Linked DNA regions of Zea mays: region 2 is linked to region 1. A link is a contact called in public Hi-C data. All regions are on one chromosome and are shown on one strand. Each heading gives the region's core, a stretch centred on a gene start, on an enhancer-like site or on the middle of the called end of the contact. The rest is flanking DNA. Distances are from core to core; before and after follow the strand shown.

The links. Hi-C and Micro-C count contacts between places; a contact is called where the count stands out from the background.
Region 2: a Hi-C map of leaf shows a contact between it and region 1, with 3 times the contacts expected there. The contact joins the promoter of LOC100216960 here to the promoter of LOC100384288 in region 1. A contact is called at or near these places in 2 of 25 Hi-C or Micro-C datasets (both in leaf).

What each region holds. Positions count from the first base shown.
Region 1 is chr3:198,826,303-198,830,353 of Zm-B73-REFERENCE-NAM-5.0, reverse strand. LOC100384288 (Lipoyl synthase 2, chloroplastic) reads left to right here and starts at 2,149. Exons shown (of 7, transcript NM_001176850.1): 1 at 2,149-2,558; 2 at 2,733-2,914. The coding sequence starts at 2,277. LOC100272651 reads left to right here. Exons shown (of 5, transcript NM_001147109.1): 5 at 1-1,318. The coding sequence ends at 912.
Region 2 is chr3:199,102,478-199,106,528 of Zm-B73-REFERENCE-NAM-5.0, reverse strand. LOC100216960 reads right to left here and starts at 2,152. Exons shown (of 8, transcript NM_001317378.1): 1 at 1,830-2,152; 2 at 658-867. The coding sequence starts at 1,964.

The sequences.
Region 1 (4,051 bases), core at 900-3,399:
AGAGTCACTGTTGAAGACGCCCTTTGCCTTGTTCTTGAGGTTGATGACACTGACCGTCTGTTGCAGTCTAGCCAGTCACAGGACAACATTTTCGAACTGAAACGAAGACGGCAAGTCCTCCTGGAAGGTCTAGCTGCATCATTGCAGTTTGTTGATCCTCTCGGACCCAGCAAATCTGGTCATTCATCTGGGTCAGCCCTGAAGGACGATGTTATTTTTCTGCGCATTGTTTCTCTGCCCAAAGGACGTAAGTTTTTAGCACGTTACCTTCGGCTTCTTGTCCCTGGCAGCGAGTTGACCCGGATAGTATGCATGGCTATTTTTCGCCATTTGAGGTTCTTGTTTGGGGGTTTGCCATCAGACTCTAGTGCAGCAGAAACTACAGTTGCTCTTGCGAAGACTGTTTCATCTTGTGTGCATCACATGGAACTTGGTGCTCTTAGTGCCTGCCTTGCTGCTGTTGTTTGTTCGTCTGAACAGCCACCTCTGCGCCCTCTTGGTAGCTCTGCTGGTGATGGGGCTTCTCTTGTTATTAAATCAGTACTGGACCGAGCAACTGAGTTACTGACTGATCGCCATGCTGCAGCCAGCTACACTGTGCCAAACCGTGCTCTCTGGCAGGCATCATTTGATGCTTTCTTTGGGCTTCTAACAAAATACTGTGTCAGTAAGTTTGAAAGTATCCAACAGATGTTTGTCACACAGACACCGAGCTCAGGAATCGGACCTGAGGCTTCCAAAGCTACTAGTAAGGAGATGCCTGTTGAGCTACTTCGTGCAAGCCTTCCTCATACAAACGAGCAGCAGCGCCAGCGGCTTCTTGATTTTGCTCAGAGATCCATGCCAGTAACAGGTTTCAATCCCTCAGGTGCTAGAGGTGGGCACATCACTTCAGAATCTGTTCCTGGATGATGTAACTGAAGGAGACACACAAGGGCAAAGAGTCAATGCTTTTAAACATTGATGAGATGGTCTTCAGCTGATAATTGTTGTATCTGAAGACATGCATGCCCCATTATAAGTTGTGAGCGAGCTTGGAGAAGTTCCGATTGCTCAGGAAAGTAGCCTTCACTTCAGGTTGTGACGTAAGTTTAGGTTTCAGAGTAATCGAATAGACCAGTGAAATGTTCCTTATGTGGGTCATTTAATATAGTACCCACCTGATGATATCATAATACTGGAACAGGAAATGTACCCCTTCACATTTCTACTAGAGTCGATGTTCTTCGTAGGCCATTGTGGACTGGTTTGCACATTTACTGGGCATGTATTTGTTTATATTCTGACATACTGTTATTGAGCTACTCCTGTCCTGGGTCGGGCTCTTGGCTTCTAGTCTAGGTGGGTGGAAATGTTCGGGTTGTTTTTGCTTGATCATATTCTGTCAGCCTTCCTTTCATCATTTCCCTCAATATTCCTTGTGGTGTGTGTGGAGCCATCTGCCTTCGCGAACTGTGCGATTTCCAGCATGAATTCGTTCGTTAAGAAATGCCAACCGTTAGCTTAGCTCCATTTAACAGCGTGATGTGAAAATATATTGATATTATTGACTGCTTCGTTCGTCTGAATCAATGGGATGCAGTCGCACTGTTGTTTGAAGGAAGCAGTGTAACTGTAGATCTTTGCATTTGATGATGTTGTTGCAAAAGAAAAGGTATGGATTGGTTCTCGTTTAATCCTGGTGTAGAGCATAATCCTGTTGAGCTTAGATTTCCTCATGCCAAAGATCGATATGACGCAGACTCATGCCAAGTGTGTGTTCAAGCTCATACAGAAGCTTGTTCAAACAATCACATCTGATCTGAGCATCCTTCGTAAAAGGCTGCGACTTGTAACTTGTTTGGAATTGAAAGAAAATGATCGTTTGATTCCCTAGCAATAGAAATCCTGGGTAAAATCCTGCATTTGCTGGTGTCAAGGTATTCCAAATGGCGCTAAGATTGATCAGTCTCCAAACATGATCGTGTCTTCCAATATCTGAGACACTGGGCTACCAGGTACCAGCACACCCACTGCACTGAGCCACATCGGCCAGGAACCAGCAGCGGCAGGAACAAGGCAGGCGATCCGGAGAAACCAACCTTGCTATCATCGCCGGCCTAATATCAATCCCCTGTTTTACCCCTGGGCCACGGCAGTCGTCCAGCTGGTTTGCCTCCCACACAAGGGTAAAAGCGGAACGCTAAAACCTCACCCCCTCCGCTTGGAAGTTCCATCGCCGCCGCCTCCATCGCTACACACCACGACGCAGCGCCCGATTCCGCCGGCCAGCAACGATGCAGAGCTCCCTCGCCCGGCCGCCGGTACTGGCCGGATGCGGCGAGAGACGGGGCCTGGCAGCCGTGGCACGGTGCCGCGCTGAGGCGGCGGCGCCCGTGTGGACGGCGTCCAGGGCGTCTGCGGGGCCGTACACCGGGAGGGACCCGGAGGTGAAGAAGCCCGCGTGGCTGCGGCAGCGCGCTGCGCAGGGGGAGAAGTACGCTCGCCTGCGGGAGTCCATCGGCGAGCTCAAGCTCAACACCGTCTGCGTCGAGGCACAGTGCCCCAACATCGGCGAGGTACGCGCGCCGATCAGATGACAGATGCCCCCCTCCGCGTGACGCCCATCGCGTCAGTACCTGCCCGTGAGCCTAGGCCTAGCATAGACTGATCCACGCCAGCGGTTTCTGCGAGAGGAGCGCTTTGGTCTCAGTGATGGGTTCTGACGGAACCGGGTGCTTTTGGTGGCGCAGTGTTGGAACGGAGGTGGAGGGGCCGGCGGCGAAGGGGACGGCATCGCGACGGCCACCATCATGGTGCTTGGTGACACCTGCACGCGCGGGTGTCGATTCTGCGCTGTGAAGACCAGCAACAAACCGCCGCCGCCTGATCCCCTGGAGCCTCTGAACACGGCTTTGGCTGTTGCAAGCTGGGGGTATGATCTCTAGTAATCCTGCCTGGCTGATCATCTGCTGATTGGAAACTGATAGGTTCTCAGAACTCGTGATTGATCGATGCAATTGTAAATTTGTAATTGGTGTTAGGCCCTGTGTTGGAACCCAAAATGACCGTGCGGACGGTCCGGCCCGGAGGCCGGACGGTCCGCGGTCCGGACCGTCCGCGGTGGTGGCGCGGACGGTCCGCGCGTGCGCAGAGTCAGTTAGGGTTCCTAGTTTCTCGCGGGATTTGTTACCTAAAACCGCGGGATTAACTCGGAAATCAGTTGGAAGCGGATCCAGACCTCCCCCTTTATATAGATGAAGGGCTACGGCCGATTAAACCCCCATCATCAATCGAATCAATACAACTTCTATTTCGCATTTTATCCTAGGAGTAGTTCTAGTCTAGTTTAGGTTTAGCTATCCAATCCCCAAATTCTTCGTCTCTCTTCGGCTCTACGTCGATTAGAGGAGTCTAGGTCGGCCGGCCCGAGCCTAGACACCACCTAGGATCTCTCCTCCCCGACGGGGTCCCTCCCGGGAGCGAGATCCAGGCGCCGCCGGCGACTTCCGCCGCCTCTGCGTACGCGCGGATCGTTCGGCCCCAGGGCGCGGACCGTCCGGCCGTCAGGCAGAGAAGCCCTAGCCGCGCACCAGGCCGCGGACCGTCCGGCCTCAGGCCGCGGACAGTCCGCCCCTGCGCAGAGAGTACCACCGCGCCTCGCACCAGGCCGCGGACCGTGCGGCCCCGCGCGCGGACCGTCCGCCCCTGTGCAGAGGGCACCACCATGGTTCTCTTGAGTAATTGACGCCTCCAAAAAGGTGTCAACATACTTTTTGGCGACTCCGCTGGGGACTAGGTGTCTAGATCTGCTAAAAATCGGCCCATAAATGGCCGGTTCTAAGGATCCCACCAAGATCTCCACTACCAACATCATCAAGCCGGCCATGGAGGCGCTCCCGGCTGATGACCAAAGGCCCTTTGAAGACCTCGTAATGCGCGATGAGAAGGAGGTGATGCGGCAATGGAACGAACAACGCGACAAGGAAGAGGCGGAACTGCTGCATAAACTCTCCGAAAGGCGCAAGGAGGCGGCGGACAAGTACTTGTCACACTTCACGGTAGATCGCCA
Region 2 (4,051 bases), core at 903-3,402, 280 kb before region 1:
ACCAGAGTTTAATTTGAGAGTTTCACGCAGTTCTAACTGAGAAATCAAATACCAAGACAAATCAAGAGTAACCTTTTGCTAGCATCCTACAGAACTTACAACAAATATTGCTTATATGACTTTTCAAAAATAATCCTTCACTCATGTTCAGCAAGAAACAGAAGTTTTAATCGCACACAAAACTAAGATACTAGTGGAACAAGGGATTTTACTATCAGACATTCTTGTGTTAGATCTCCCAGACTTCACTGCATCACTGCACTTTTACATGAACAAATTGATATCACTATGTTAGCATGCACCAAAACCACAACAAGCTTCTCTTCAGAGACGTCTGACTAAAAAAGTACAGCAAGCAGTGTTTTTAAGGTGTCGCCTAGGCGTCCAGGCGGTGGGCCAATGCCCAGAAATCCTAGGCGCCTTGCCCGCCTAGGCGCCACCTAGGCGTCCAGGCGGCGGTCCAACACCTTGCCTCGCCTTAGGATTTAAAAACACTGACAGCAAGCTTACATTTGATGTATAATCTGACAAACCTAATGAGAACATCATCTTACACGTTTATGACATTAGCTTTTAGTGTACATTTTGACAAACCAAGGGAGAACATCATATTTCACGTCCATAAAATCTCGATGATTAATTGAAATGGAATCTTACATTTGATATGCACTCCTTCTGAATGGCTAGATTTTTTTTTAGGTTTTCTTCCCTCTTTCTTGTTTCAGATAAAGCAGACTGCTGCGAAGCTCGCTCTCGCTTGAGTATGATCTCAGTGGCTTCAAAAGAAGCTTTGAGTTGTTCGTATTTGGACGTCAACTCCTTCCGCTCCAATAAAATAAGCCCAAGATTGTGCTGATATTCATAGATCTGCAGGAAAAAAAGTTTTGGGCTCAATTAAAAACCAAGCAACTAATGGCAAAACACACGCTGTCTATCTATCGAGAGAATAAAGCATGCAAACCTTAAAGATGCCTAACAAAATAAGCAGAAACAGCCAGTTAAACAATATAGTGCATAACAAGATAACTTTTTCACCACCCAGGCACAGAAAGAAACACATCGCAATATCAATCGGAATACCACGTAATATTTTCAGTTAATATGTAAAGAAGGTTAAGTGATACCAAAAACATATAATATCCAGAAAATAAATCCATATGTTATCACAATAACTGTGGCAATTAATTATTTTAAACGACTCATCCGGTAATGCACATAGCCAAATTGTAGGAACCGGTGGACCCAGCTTATGTGGCAGCCTCCAGAAATAGTTCGTAAACATGTTTTTGCAATATGCTAGAAAAACAAGTGCATCCTACCTAGCTCACATGGCGAGCTAGCTGCTGTAGCTACAGCATTTGAAAACGCGTATCATCGCGGCCTATACCGAAAGAAACCCAGGGAAACACGAGACAAAACAGAAGAGCTTGAACGGTTACACCCCTGAAACTCAAAGTGCAAGATCCATAGAAGAATCGTTACGAATACAGGAATACCAACAGCTAATGGAAAATATGAGCTTCTTTCAGACTTGACCAGCTCATCGTCGTACCTAATACATTTGGGGTGGGGGGAGCAACAAGCCAACGAGAAAAAAAAACGCCAAAATTAAATTTCCCTCCCCTAAATCCCGCCCTCCCCCCGACGACACAATATCGCCATTGTTCTTTCTACAAAACTTGACGGGAAAATCCTACTCGCCTCCCTTCGAAAGAACCGGACTAGTTGAACTGCTAGACCAGGTAACAAAGAACCGCACACTACCAAGCCAATAAAGCAATAAACCAAAATACCGCGCCTGACGGCCTCCTTGTCGCGAGGAGATTTACCTCGGACTCGAGCCGCGAGATGTAGCCGATGAGGGCCGCCTTGTCGCGGCGCCTGACAGCGTCCTCGTCGAACCCGGCCTCGCGCAGCTTCATCCAGATCGCCTCGTCACCGCCGGCCGAGCGCGGGCTCGCCATGGCCAGGACCCCACCGGCGGGGAACCCTAGCAGATCCTGAATGCGCCGCCCGCCCAGCCGCAACAGCGCGCGGCGAGGTCACGCGTTCCTCGCGGCGGGCCGCTCGGAAGCTCAGTGCTTTCCGGCGGGGGCTGAGTCCGTGAGTGGAGGTCTCTCTTCCCCCCGTCCTGTCACGACCCTGCTTTTCTTTTCTTCCTCGCTTTCTTTGGTGCGAATGCGTCTGCGTGTGTGGGTCACTCGGGTTCGGTGGTGGGCTGAGCCGCAGGAGAGAGAAAATGTGTTCGGTTCGATGGGTGGACTGGATTGATTATCAGGGGATTCTCTGATTTATTTCCGTTTGTTTTTGCGGGCCAACGCCAGCTGGGGGTGAACTGTGGTGTGTTACCGTTGCCTTTTGTATGAATATACGATTCTGGTTTTTTTTAATTTCTCACTTTCGCTCTAATTTTATAATATACTCACTCTGTCTAGTATTTATTTTAGCTCATGTTTTTATATCTATATTCAAATAAATATGATAAATTTAATATATATATATACTAGGTCAGTGCTCGTGCGTTGCAACAGGATTATATAATAGCTCGATAACTTATATATACAAATGTGTGTTATACTGTTATGAGATGGAGGACGACATCCACGAGCCGTCCGGGATAACGTTGAAGAGAAACTCGGACCTATGACGCACGAGCACTCTGAGTAGTGTAGTATACAAGATTTAACAAGACAATTTAAAGGCAAAAATTCAAGAATGATCTTTCATAGAACATCATAGTTTAGATATTTAAATCAATAAATATAAAATAAACATAAGCATAACTGTTTATTTAATCTATTTTTTCCATAATAGGTTGAGGTACTCTTGTATATTTCCATAAATGTTAAATCGCGAGGGGAATGGAATGGGAATGGCGAACGCACGAACGTGGAGAGGGCCACACATGAAACCGCTGCCAGAGATCGACATCATCGGTTGGAAGAAGACTCTGAGCGTCCCTAGCGATGCGGGTGGGCCGCGGGCGGAGGTGGTTGCGGCTGGCAGAGCAAGGATTGCGCGTGATTGATTCAGAGCTCGAAGGTTACTGGGCGGCGGTCAGCTGTGGGCCCATGTGATCGGACGGTCCAGATTGACCGAAGGCAGAACGACAGAACCAGAGAGGCAGGCTACCCTTGCAGCCTTAATAAGTAGTAGAGAAAAACAGGTGCAGTCTTAGTGATATCCAGAGCAGCTCCATTCTTTAATCATATATCCATCAGAGAAATTATACAATGAGTCAGTGACATCATTTCCGCAGGAGTAATGTTGCAAGATGCAACGAACACCACTACCTCGTATTAATATGATAAGAGCATGCTGGAAAAATATATAAAAATACATGAGTAGGAAGCTCGTTTCAATGAAGGATTTCCAATATTCTGTATAACATCCCATTTGAAATTGCTAGAAGATATGTAAGTAATCTGAGCATAATATGAGAGGTAACAAATTTAATTTAATAATCAATGTGTTAATAGATGAGGCTCGTGCATTGCAATGAGAACATATAATATCACAATAACTTATATACAAATGAGTGTTATACTACTATGAGATGGAGGACAACATCCGCTAGCCGTCCGAGATAGCATCGAAGCGAAACTCGGGTCGCGGTCGAGTGCGCTGGCCCTATGGCGTGAGGTCGCTCGTCTAGGTGCCGCGTGAGGTGGAGGGGACAATCTCGAGGAGGGAGCAATCTCCGAGGGCCAGTGGTGGAGTGGCGGCGCGCGATCACCGAGCCGCTCGCCTTGCGGCAGCGGAGGGATCAGATATACACACGATGCAAAATTTAAAGTTAAATGAGTAGAGTTGAATGTTGTCCATGTATGTAAATTGAGAGTTGAGACCTTTGACTCCGATTGTAAATACACGAGTCCATACAGAAAGCAAAAGTGTCGACAACAACACGGCGCCACTTCGTCGCATGACACCATGACAGCAGGATCTGATTCCTCTGGCTAAGAGAAGGCACTCTGTATTGGAGGGATCAGGCTCTGTTGAATCATGATCTTCAGGTTCAGAATAGCATGAATGAAGGTTTGCAAGGGGC